Regions from separate parts of the Sus scrofa genome. Here regions 1 and 2 are each linked to region 3. Evidence: chromatin contacts called from public HiChIP or PLAC-seq data. All regions are on one chromosome and are shown on one strand. Each heading gives the region's core, a stretch centred on a gene start, on an enhancer-like site or on the middle of the called end of the contact. The rest is flanking DNA. Distances are from core to core; before and after follow the strand shown.

The links. HiChIP or PLAC-seq counts read pairs in DNA pulled down with a chosen protein or histone mark.
Region 1: an H3K27ac HiChIP or PLAC-seq map of alveolar macrophages shows a contact between it and region 3. The contact joins the promoter of PEBP1 here to the enhancer-like site in region 3. A contact is called at or near these places in 1 of 5 promoter capture datasets (fetal skeletal muscle), 3 of 47 Hi-C or Micro-C datasets (embryonic fibroblasts, heart right ventricle and liver) and 2 of 2 datasets of contacts at active chromatin or transcription factors (alveolar macrophages and skeletal muscle).
Region 2: a contact with region 3 is called in an H3K27ac HiChIP or PLAC-seq map of alveolar macrophages. The contact joins two enhancer-like sites. A contact is called at or near these places in 4 of 5 promoter capture datasets (fetal liver, liver and skeletal muscle), 25 of 47 Hi-C or Micro-C datasets (alveolar macrophages, blood, brain and 13 more) and 2 of 2 datasets of contacts at active chromatin or transcription factors (alveolar macrophages and skeletal muscle).

What each region holds. Positions count from the first base shown.
Region 1 is chr14:34,528,286-34,532,350 of Sscrofa11.1, reverse strand. PEBP1 (phosphatidylethanolamine-binding protein 1) reads left to right here and starts at 2,113. Exons shown (of 4, transcript XM_003132890.3): 1 at 2,113-2,425; 2 at 3,897-4,006. The coding sequence starts at 2,291.
Region 2 is chr14:34,499,409-34,503,541 of Sscrofa11.1, reverse strand. It overlaps TAOK3 (serine/threonine-protein kinase TAO3), which reads right to left. Exons shown (of 21, transcript XM_001924400.7): 18 at 1,848-2,087. Among named protein-coding and RNA genes, the nearest start is that of PEBP1, 29 kb to the left of the region's middle. Within about 2 kb of position 1,616, at least 3 of the 83 cell types and tissues checked have an H3K27ac peak or open chromatin away from gene starts, as enhancers often do. A contact at or near this core is called in alveolar macrophages, where this site is marked.
Region 3 is chr14:34,302,967-34,307,250 of Sscrofa11.1, reverse strand. It overlaps SUDS3 (SDS3 homolog, SIN3A corepressor complex component), which reads left to right. Exons shown (of 12, transcript NM_001243408.1): 5 at 794-813; 6 at 1,226-1,382. Among named protein-coding and RNA genes, the nearest start is that of SUDS3, 12 kb to the left of the region's middle. Within about 2 kb of position 2,345, at least 3 of the 83 cell types and tissues checked have an H3K27ac peak or open chromatin away from gene starts, as enhancers often do. A contact at or near this core is called in alveolar macrophages, where this site is marked.

The DNA.
Region 1 (4,065 bases), core at 864-3,363, 230 kb before region 3:
TTTAAAGTACATAGTCTTGGGAGTTCCCATCGTGGCACAGTGGTTAACGAATCCAACTAGGAACCATGAGGTTGCGGGTTCGGTCCCTGCCCTTGCTCAGTGGATTAAGGATCTAGTGTTGCCATGAGCTGTGGTATTGGTCGCAGACACGCACGGCTCAGATTCCAAGTTGCTGTGGCTGTGGTGTAGGCCGGTGGGTACAGCTCCAATTAGACCCCTGGCCTGGGAACCTCCATATGCCTCGGGTGCGGCCCTAGAAAAGACAAAAAGACCAAAAAAAAAAAAAAAAAGTAATCTTTGACCTAGCTAGCCCCTAATAAAATTTTTCTAAAACATACATACACTTATTTCAGTGATATTTGTAAAGTGAAAAAATGATAAAACAGCATAAATGTCCAACATCAAGAAGTTTGTTGAATAAATAAATTCTGGTGCATCTAGAATAGACTAAGCCATTGAATTAATGAAGATCTATTTGCCATACAGATAGATATTCTACAAAGGTATATAGTAAGTGCGGTTTTTTTGGTGAATAAACAGAACAAAATTATTTATACTTCTAACTTTAAAATTTGAAAGATATACTCCAAATTGTTACCATTGTTTATGTCCAAGTAGTGGAATAGAAGCAGTTTTTATTTACTTCTACGGGTTTTTAAATCTGAATTTTCTACAATGAACTTGTATTATTTCCTAGAGGAAATAAAAACAACAGACAACTTTTTATTACCTGGTCAGAATTATTAAACTCAAAGGCTGTCCTAAGGTCAAATTAGATAAGGACTGGATTTAAATAGTGCCAGTCATATATAATAAAAAGAAATTGGTGGCCACAGGGAGAGCAGTTTTGAGGCAGAGTCACTTGTCAACAAAGTAGGCCTAGTAACTATGGTTTGTCAACTAAAAACAAAAAACTGCACAACATAACAACTGTAAGTTGAGTTTTATTTCGTGTCTTACTAAGGACTACTGAAGACAGAGGCTCCCTTTCAGATAGCTCTGAGGAACTGCTTGAAAGAGGTAGGGGGCCAGGATATGTACTTTTATTTTTGCGTGCGCGGGGTGGTGGTGGGGGTCTTTTTGCCATTTCTTGGGCCGTTTCCGCGGCATATGGAGGTTCCCAGGCTAGGGGTTGAATTGGAGCTGTAGCCGCCGGAGGCCTACGCCAGAGCCACAGCAACTCGGGATCCGAGCCGCGTCTGCAACCTACATCATAGCTCAAGGCAACACTGGATCCTTAACCCACTGAGCAAGGCCAGGGATTGAACCTGCAACCTCATGGTTCCTAGTCGGATTCATTAACCACTAGCCACGATGGGAACTCCTGCACATTTTTTGACTAAGGGGTACATTCAATCAAGCATCCATCTTGGTAGAAGGTTGCTACTAGTCACTGGGAGCAGATATTTCAGTTCACGAGCTTAGTGCTTTTCTAAGTATGGGAAGAGGAAAGAATCTGGATTCATAAAAAAAATTCTCCTGGAGTATATCTGAGTGTTTTGCCTTTTTCTTCCAAACCGGAGTGCCTCATTCTCTTCTTGTTTTGAATTCCATTCACGGTGTATTGTAGAATGGGGACTGCAGTGGCTAACTTCATCCTTATTGAACTGGATAGACAGGTTAAAATTTTTTCCCTCAAATAACAAATAACAACTAAAAAAGAAAAAACCACCCCATCATTTCCCAGGAATCTTGTCTGGATCCAGTGGGTGTAGGGGGATCAAATATATGTGCAAATATATTTGTTGGGGAAAAAATGCTCAAAAGTTACCTTAGGTCCTCTCCCAGTTTTCGGAAACCAGTGAGCATGCGCGAAATACAGCGCGGCTGTGCAATGACACTTGTTTTAAGAAATGCAAAAGAAAAGCAAGGCCTTACCATTTCTGCGTTTAGAAAAGTGGAGCAAAAAACCATGCAAAAAGGTTTTTAAAAAAATTAAAGATAGCTCAAATGTACATCTTGAAAAAAGAGTTCTGCAAGCTCTGGCACAGTGTTTGGGAACACCGCGGGTGGCAGGTTGCAAGCGCCTTCTTGCAAAAAGAAAGGCCAATCCTGCTGCATTGACCTGGCGCGCCGGACGATCCGGGCTCGACCAATCAGAGGGCACAATGAGGCCCACCCTTGCCAGCGACTGGAGGAGCGGGGCGGGGCGCTGCTCAAGCGCATGCGCTCCAGGGCCTCTTGACCAGCGTTGCCTCCGTCCAATTTGGAAAGCGCTTTGAGCCCAGTGCAGCTTCGCTGCGTGTTACTTCTGCTGCTCTTCCTGCACTGCGCCCCGCTCGACCCTGCGATGCCAGTGGACCTCGGCAAGTGGTCCGGGCCCTTGAGCCTGCAGGAAGTGGACGAGCGGCCACAGCACCCGCTGCAGGTCAAATACGGCGGGGCTGAGGTCGACGAGCTGGGCAAAGTGCTGACACCTACCCAGGTACCCGAGTCGGAGGGGGTACAGCTGTCTGAGGCCGGCAGGCCCTCAGGCCGGCAGAGCGGGGACCCAGCGGGTGTGAGGAGGAAGTTCCAGCTTCCGTGCGGCGGATCCACCGAGGAAAGGGGGTCGCGGTTCCCGTGCCGCAGGTTTGCGGACCTTCCGGGCCCCGGGAATCCGGCACGTGGAGGGCGGGGCACGGCCTGCAGGGGAAATGGATCTATTTTCCTGGAGATTTCGAGGAGCTGGCAGTGGCGTAGGTCTGGAGACAACCTAGATCGCTGGGGTAGGGGCGGGGAGAGAGCAGTCGCCGGCGGGAGAGGTCAGTGGCTGCCCACAAGCCCCCAGAGCCTCCCCTAGGGCCAGGGGGTTTTAGGCCTTAATTTCGGGAGTAAGAGCTCCACCCGAGGGCATATGACGCATTATGTAACCAGTATTCGGCAGTTCTCGGCGATCGTCCTTTGTTTTAGCGATCTGTGGCCTGAAGCCACCCAAAGTAAGTACGTTCCGCAGCTGGAAGGCTCGAGGGTAACCGCCTTGCTTTATTTACCGTTTGGCCTTTGACGCCCAAGGCTGAAGCGCAGCCTGATTCTGGCTGCTTCTGGAGTGGAGAATCCTGACATTGTGGCAAGCTGTTGGTCTAGAAGCTCCGAGGCAACGGTGTGAATAAACTGCTCGGGTGGTTTATTGGTTTAAATGTTTAGAATTTGTTGTTTAAATATAAAGTGTCCATCTCACAGCCTCTCTTTCCCGGACTCACTGTTCACGTCTGCCCGTCTCGGCTTTCTCATTTTCTCTGCATTTTTAAACATCCAGTTAATTCAGATTTCACTTTAGCAGGCCCTAGGAAATGTGTCAGCAATCTAAAGATCCTGTTATTTCAGGTTGTACTTGAGAGAACTCAGTATCAGGGTTTAAATCCTGACCCATCTCTTTCTGTTAATAACATGCTAGGATATTAGCCCCATAGTGTTGTCGAGACTAAAATAAATAACGTATATTAAACTTCAGCTCCTTAGTAGCGTCAGTACACTTGAGTTTTTATTAACAATTTATTCTGCTTGACCTTTGAGGAATATGAGGTCAAAAAAAGAGTATTGATTTCTTCAGCATTTCTGACTTTTAAATTTCAAATCGGGAGTTCCCGTCGTGGCGCAGTGGTTAACGAATCCGACTAGGAACCATGAGGTTGTGGGTTCGGTCCCTGCCCTTGCTCAGTGGGTTAATGATCCGGCGTTGCCATGAGCTGTGGTGTAGGTTGCAGACTCGGCTCGGATCCTGCGTTGCTGTGGCTCTGGCGTAGGCCGGTGGCTACAGCTCCGATTCAACCCCTAGCCTGGGAAGCTCCATATGCCGCGGGAGCGGCCCAAGAAATAGCAACAACAACAACAACAAAAGACAAAAAGACATAAAAAATATATATATATATATAAATACATAAATAAATAAATTTCAAATCCATTCCTTCCTACAGGTTAAGAGCAGGCCCACCAGCATTACATGGGATGGACTGAATCCAGATAAACTCTACACCTTGGTCTTGACAGACCCGGATGCTCCCAGCAGGAAGGACCCCAAATACAGGCAAGTTGGGAAAAGATGGGGAACATCAGGTCATCCACATGTGACATGGGGCTTCTTGC
Region 2 (4,133 bases), core at 367-2,866, 200 kb before region 3:
CTGTCTTTTGTGCAGTGACCCACATTACCAGTCAATAACAATGAAAATAACACATATGTCACAGACAAGGGTAAACTTGACCAATATTTTTGTTCTGTTTTTTAATTTTTTAAAAAATTTATTCATTATTATTATTTTTTATTTTGTCTTTTGTCATTTTTTGAGGGCTGCACCCACGGCATATGGAGGTTTCCAGGCTAGGGGTCTAATCAGAGCTGTAGCTGTTGGCCTACACCACAGCCATAGCAACGCCAGATCCGAGCCATGTCTGTGACCTACACCACAGCTCATGGCAACGCTGGATCCTTAACTCACTGAGCGAGGCCAGGGGTTGAACTCGCAACCTCATGGTTCCTAGTCGGATTCGTTTCTGCTGAGCCACGATGGGAACTCCTACTTTTTGGTTTTTATATTAAATGAATAGAAGCCGTTTTGAATTTACAAATAGATTTTTAAAAATGAACTGTTATAAGGGGAATCACAACTGTAAGAAGATTGTGGAATACTATGAAGCTTAGTTTGTTAAAAGCTTGCTCATTGTTTTAACGGTTTCCTAATCAAAATATTCAGTATCTTTTATTGTTTGTTGCCTTCTCCCCCCAACTTTTTGACCGTCCTTCCCTATTTCCAAGTAAGAAAGGGGATGACAATGTACAAACCATTTCTCACTTCTCTGCTTCTTCAAAAAATCAATAAAGCAGAACATTGGACTATATTTTATTTAATTAATTAATTAGCTTTTTAAGGGCCACACCTGAGGCATATGGAAGCTCCCAGGTTAGGGGTTGAACTGGAGCTATAGCTGCTGGCCTACACCACAGGCACAGCAATGTGGGATTTGAGCTGAGTCTCTGACCTACATCATAGCTCATGGCAACGCTGGATCCCCAACCCACCGAGCGAGGCCAAGGATTGAACCCATATCCTCATGGATACTAGTCAGATTCATTTTGGCTGCACCACAATGGGAACTCCCTGAACTGTACTTTATATCACAACCCATTTCCACTACCCGCATATTACAATATCAAATGTGCATAGGACAGGGTGGGATGTATTATTTTAAGTTCAGCAGGCACTTCATCAGGTTCATACGTTTCATGAACACATGGAGAAGTTTTGATGACAAGGATCACTAATTAGACAGCTTAGGATCTGGCTAGAGAAGAACATGACCAGCGTGGTTGAGGTAGGCCTTAATCTCTGTCAACAGTGACAATAACCCCCTTGACATATAGCAATGGCTTAATCCATACAGCTTGTTGATTAGCAGCCAGCTATAATTCTCTGGAGGGACTGAGAGCCAAAGGAGTTCCATATCTCTAGTGCAGGGCTAATACACGCCTGGCATGTCACTCTTAAATCCCAGGCCCCCGACAGATGTCACTAATAAATCACTATCTTCCCTGCTAAGCTTCGATGTGGCTTTAGAATCTTTCTCAATACAATAGCAGTCAAGGTAGCTACAACCAATAATCTGACTGGCATGACTGATAAAATTTATCTGCTATATTCCTGCCAGGTAGCTGTTTCATTTCCTGGGATTAGAACTATGGGCTGATCTCAGTTCAAGTGTCCTAACTAGAGAGGGAAGGTCAGGAAGGGGTCAAAAAAATTGCACAAGGGATACAAAGGAAAAATGAGATCATGCCACCCAGCAACATCTCTTTAGGAGTTTGTTATACCCCGACTCTTCTACTTCATGTTTGGAAATTCTAATTTAGTAGATGTGGGGCCTTGAAATCTGTAATGTTACAAAACTGTCTGGGTGCCTGTCATCTAGGTGTAAGAACCACTGGTCCAGGCTAGCTGTGTCCCAGAGCACAAACAGGGAAATTTCCTTTTACCTTTAAGTTTTTTGGCTGTTGCCGAAGTTCCATGACATGCTTTCTGTGCAGTTCCCTTTCTCGCCTCTTATTGTACTCCAGCTGGTTTTCCAGTTCAGTCTGGTGCTGTAGCCGGATCAGATCCATGCGGAGTTTCTGTAACGTGTGCAGCTGCCTGTACTCCAGCTCTCGAGTGGACTCATCGTGCCGGATCAGCATGGCATGCTCCATCTCCTTCTGGGTCCTCTTTTTATTTAGTTCCTGCATTCAGGAACAAAAGATACACCGAGAGAGATGAATGAGATGAACTGGAAGGAAGGCACAACTCAGGGAGGGTTGGCAAGGCATAGCACTCTTAACTGGGCCCAGTTAACTTGAGCCCGTTAGCCTTTGGCAGCATGGCTTAATGAGATTAGAACAATCCCTGGAAACTGAGGTTCTATTTGTGAGTTCACCACAAGGCAGGCAATGTCACAGCCACCATCTGGAAAATGGGATTAATTCTACTTGACCCCTTCTTACCTCACAGGGCTACTGGGAACTTTAACTACGTCATACTATGCATGAGTCTAAATGTTCCTTCAATTAGGCCACGGGTTCTGAATTCTAGCTGGCTGCGCATGAAAATCACATAATGAAGCTTTTAAAATGTAAGATACCTGAGTCCCATAACCTGAAATTCTGATAACTGTTTGGAATGGGGCCTAGATGTCAAAACTTTTTTGGGTTTTTTGTTTGTTTGTTTTGCTGCACCTGCAGCATGTGGAAATTCCTAGGCCAGGGGTCAAACCTATCCAGCAGGGACAACACTGGATCCTTAATCCACTGAGCCACCAGGGAACTCCCTGATGGCAACAGTTTTAAGAGTTTTCCAGATGGATCTAATACAAAGTTGAGAATCACTGGATTAAACTGATAATGTCCACAAAGTTCCTAGTTTTCTGGGAAACACGTTTTTGCATGTTTCAGAAGTAGGCCAAGTCTGTTTTTAAAAATCTCAGAGTTCAGGGCTTGCTGGGAAAAAAGCAGATGAGATCTCGCCCCATTCATCTTTTCCATTACAGTCTGTTTGGTCATTTCTAGATCTAATCATTTTGCTCCTTCTAGTTTACTCATGTCTTTCTTTCTCTCTTTTGTCAAAGGGGGAAGGAAAGGAAACTAGAAAAAAAAAAAAAAAGAGGGAGGAGGAGGTTGGGTGAAAATTTTCATTCACCAGTTCAAGAATATTTCCTGAACTGCACTACATCAAAGATCTGAACCATGTGCTCTGGGTACATAAAAATGTTTATTAAGCCATGACTCAGTCCTCAACTTGCTAAGACTAACAGGAGGCTATAACAGACATTTACTGAAGTATATTCTGACCTTACAGCAGACTGAATCAATCTATCTTCTCGCCTAGGAATTTGGATTCAGAGATTTAATCTCTATGAGTGGCTAGAACTGAGGAGTGTATTAAAACTACATATGAGGTAGCTACCCACTGCTATGAGGACTGAGGACTAAAGAAAGCTGGGCTTTGGAGCAAGGAGAGTGAAAAAGAGAGGCAAAAGAAGTACAGGGAGTAAACTGATGTCCAAATTCCTCACTGGTTCTAAGCTCTCCTTGTAGATCCAACTGTGTTACTGCCACTGGGTTTTATGAAACTTTTCTGTATTTCTGGAGCCAATTCTTCAGTTTTGGTTTAAGCCAGCTCAAATAAACTTCAGTAACATGCAAACAAAAGAAGTTTGATTAATATAGGGAAATGTTTTATATGTAAAAAATTTTTAAAAAGTGCAAGGGAGTTCCCGTTGTGGTGCAGTGGAAATGAATCCGACTAGGAACCATGAGGTTGTGGGTTCAATCCCTGGCCTCACTCAGTGGGTTAAGGATCCGGCCTTGCCATGAGCTGTGCTATAGGTCGCAGATGAGGCTTGGATCTGGCGTTGCTGTGGCTGTGGCGTAGGCCAGCAGCTACAGCTCCGATTAGACCCCTAGCCTGGGAACCTCCATATGCTGTGGGCGTGGCCCCAAAAAGCAAAAAAAAAAAAAAAAAAAAAAAAAAAAGGTACAAGGTTTGAAGTGAAAAATGACATAAAAGAGGTAAAGATCTTATGCTGTAAGATTTTTGAAATGAGTGTTAAGAAGGTCAAAGAATGAGATCCTGCTGTATAGCACTGGGAACTATATCTAGTTACTTATGATGGAGGATGATGATGTGAGAAAAAGAATGTATATATGTATGTGTGACTGGGTCACCTTGCTATACAGTAGAAAATTGACAGAACACTGTAAACCAGCTATAATGGGAAAAATAGAAATCAT
Region 3 (4,284 bases), core at 1,096-3,595:
GTAATTGCATTATTTCCTCCTGGTCTGTCCTACCAGGGTGTGGACTGATTGGATTGATTGAAGGAGGGGCTGACTTTGACTTTGATTTGCCAGGGTAGTTTGTTTCCTGCTACTTGGATTTTGCCCTTGGGCAGAACTCCCAGAGCAGGTTCTATCCAGGACCAAGTTTTGTTTTTGTTTTTTTTTGTATTTTTGCCATTTCTTGGGCCGCTCCCGTGGCATATGGAGGTTCCCAGGCTAGGGGTCTAATCAGACCTGTAGCCGCCAGCCTACGCCAGAGCCGCAGCAACTCGGGATCCGAGCGACCTACACCACAGCTCACGGCAACGCTGGATCCTTAACCCACCGAGCAAGGGCAGGGATCGAACCTGCAACCTCATGGTTCCTAGTCGGATTCGTTAACCACTGCACCACGACGGGAACTCCAAGGTTTTTTTTTTTCAGGGCTACACCCACTGCATATGGAGGTTGCCAGGCTAGGGGTCAAATCAGAGCTGCAGCTGCCAGCCTACACCACAGTGACAGCGACTTGGGATCCAAACCACCACTGTAAGCTACACCATAACTCATGGCAACGCTGGATCCTTAACCTCCCAGGGCCACATTTTAACAAGACACATGTGCTTCCTGCACCATTCCCCTTCGTGTGTGTCAACACTTCACTTTTGGAAACGTTTACTCTGCATCACCATGCTTTCAGAAAGCAATTACTACTTCTAAATGAGTCTTAACATTACTGTCTAGAAAGGTGGCACAGCCTAGCGAATCTAATTGCCTGTTCTGTCTCTTTCAGAGCTCTTCCTCCAGCTGGAAGTAAGTACCATGGATCTTCTGGGTTTGCAGACTCCTTCTCACACTGGGCTCTTGCTCTCCCCATCTGGTAGCCTTTCCTTCCATCACCACGTAGATAGTCGGGAAGCCCCTGCTGGAAGCCTCTGTCATTGTTCTTTTTGATGGAAGGACATTTGGTCTCAGTTCAGAGATTCCATCCATGTGTCTTGTTGGTTGGGAGGCCTCTGCTTATTACAGGGGACTCAGGGGTACTCACCGCTGACTGCTTTCTTGTTGGCCCAAATCTCACGTTGAAACCGCTTGGGTGTATGTCTGAATTTTGCTTGGTATAATTTCAGTATTTTCCTTGCGCCTGAGCCCAGAGCCAGACTTTGGGTTGGAGTCCTGGCTGCCAGGGTCTTGTAGCCCTAGCCTGTGTTTTTCTTTTGCTCAGACTGAACAAGTGGAGAGAAATTATATCAAAGAAAAGAAGGCAGCAGTGAAAGAATTTGAAGACAAGAAGGTTGAGCTGAAGGAGAACCTGATCGCTGAGCTAGAAGAAAAGAAGAAGATGATCGAAAATGAAAAGCTAACTATGGAACTGACTGGAGGTAAGAAGGCACCACAGGTCAGGGTCTTGGGAGACCCTAGGGGGGAAAGCGGGGCCCCAGTGCTGACTCCTGTCTGACATCTTGGTTCTTTTTGTGTATGTGCGTATTTTCTAGGACCGCACCCTATGAAGGTTTCCAGGCTAGGGGTCCAGTCGGAGCTGTTGCTGCTGGCCAACACCAGATCCGAGCCATGTCTGCAACCTACACCACAGCTCACGGCAGTGCCAGATCCTTAACCCACTGAGCAAGGCCAGGAATCCAACCCGAAACCTCATGGTTCCTAGTTGGATTCATTAACCACTGAGCCACGAAGGGAACTCCAGACATCTTGGTTCTTTATCAGAGCAAATAAGCTGTAAAGAGGGTAGGCTTTGTAGTGGTGGTCAGAGTTCTAGCTCTGTCTAGCATTGGCTGTGTGACTTTAATCAAGCCACTTAACCTCTCCAAGCCTATTTCCCCCTCTATAAAATGAAGCTGATCATATCTGTCTGTGGTTGGAAGTATGAGAGACTAGGACAGGGCCCTGTCTAGAGCAGGTGTTGGGCAAGTTAAATGGTAGACCTTTAATAGTGACTGCAGCCTCGGGCTTCTGCAGTATTTAATGTAATTCCTGGGTTGGCCACCATTCCTGTCTTGGTTATGTTCACAAGTTCCTCTTTGGTGGCGGGAAATCTTCTTGTCTGTTTCAGTCTGCCTTCGTTACAGAAAAGGCATTGTCTTCCTTTGACCTAGATCTGAGAACAGAGGCTTTGGCTGTATCATCTTTGCTCTTAGATCCGTTTGCCCCAGGTGTTACTGTGAACATCTCAGAAAGGGTTGGTAGCAATTCAGCTGGAGTAGCTAAGTTCAGCTGTTCTCTTGTAAAGGTAGTAAAGTTGCATTAGACTCAGAGCTAGTCCCTCCCAGGTCTTCTAGGATTTAGTCATCTGCGTGGGGGAACTCAGCAGGGTGTAGGCAGGATTAAGGGAGAAGCAGCGTGGGGTGACTCCTCTCTTGCCATATGTAGACTGATGACTCCTAGAAGGATACAGGCCAGGAGTTGGCTGGAACTAGCTATTTTATTTTATTTTTTTTATTTATTTTTTTTGTCTTTTTGCCATTTCTTGGGCCACTCCCATGGCATATGGAGGTTCCCAGGCTAGGGGTCTAATCAGAGCTGTAGCTGCCAGCCTACGGCAGAGCCAGAGCAACGCGGGATCTGAGCCGCATCTGTGACCTACACCACAGCTCACGGCAACGCCAGATCCTTAACCCACTGAGCAAGGCCAGGGACCAAACCTGCAACCTCATGGTTCCTAGTCAAATTCGTTAACCACTAAGCCACAACGGGAACTCCAGGAACTAGCTATTTTAGAACTTGGCAAAATTTTCATCAGCAAATATTGCAAGGCATGTTAGTAGTGAGTTTGCCACTTGGATATGTAAGTGTCCTGCCTTCTGTGCACCCCAAAATTGAACTCTTACAGTCTTGTTCAGAAGGTGTTAAGGCTGTCTGATTTTTGTAGGGGGTCTCTAAATACCTGTTGTTATATATGCCCTTAAGGCTGACTTTGAAGCTAAAACTAACAGTTAAGAGCTGTATGTCCCCTCTGTTTCTGGTGCTGTGACAGTGTGGTCCTTCAGCTGACATAGACCTCTAGCTCTGGTCCCCATTATACACTGTTGATCATGTGGTTGTGTCTAAAGTAGGAGTCTGACTCTTGAAAAATCTCTCCTCTGATAACCAGCACATTGAAAGTCATGGCATCTATTAACCCCAGATTCCCAATCCATCCCATTCCGTCCCCCTCAGCAACCACAAGCCTGTTCTCCATGTCCATGATTTTCTTTTCTGTGGAAAGGTTCATTTGTGCCATATATTAGATTCCGGATATAAGTGATATCATGTGGTATTTGTCTTTTTCTTTCTGACTTGCCTCACTTAGCATGAGAGTCTCTAGTTCCATCCATGTTGCTGCAAACAGCATTATTTTTTCTTTTTTATGGCTGAGTAGTATTCCATTGTATACATACCACATATTCTTAATCTAGTCATCTGTCGATGGACATTTGGGTTGTTTCCATGTCTTGGCTATTGTGAATAGTGCTTCAATGAACATGTGGGTGCACATGTCTTTTTCAAGGAAAGTTTTGTCGGATATATGCCCAGGAGTGGGATTGCTAGGTCATATGGTATTCTATATGTAGTTTTCTAAGGTACCTCCATACTGTTTTCCATAGTGGTTGTACCAATCTGTATTCCCACCAAAAGTACAGGAGAGTTCCCTTTTCTCCATACCCCCTCCAGCATTTGTTATTTGTGGACTTATAATGATGGCCATTCTGACTGGTGTGAGGTAGAAAATTGACAGAACACTGTAAACCAGGTATAATGGAAAAATAAAAATCATTATAAAAAAATTTAAAAAGTCATGGCAGAAGGAATGAATTCCTTGAAGGCCACTGACAGGGCTCAGAAATGTGGTTTGGTGAGAAAGGATGCTGAAATAGCATCTTCAGAACAGCCCGTCTTGTTTTTGTTGAAATGTCTTTTTATTTAAATGGCAAGTGCAGTGGTACCTTATCCAGTACCAGTTGGCCTGCCTGTTTTCTGACCTGTACACCGTCTTCTCTGACAGTGGCTCTGGCTGGCATGGATGCCTCATCGCTCTCTGCTAGAGCCACCAGATGCTCTGAGCCTTCATTAGGCCGGTGGGAAATATTGTCAGTTTATAGCTGTTCCCTTTCCATCTGCAAGGAAGGCTGCAGTCACCTCACCTGTCATTTGACATCCTGGTTATTGACAAGCGATAGACATTGTTTGGCCAGGCAGTTTTACAGCCGGAACCTTAACAGAAACAGGAGGCGTCCTCAGTGACTTGAGAGGCCAAGCCTGCCAGGGCAGAAAAGACAGATAACTGTG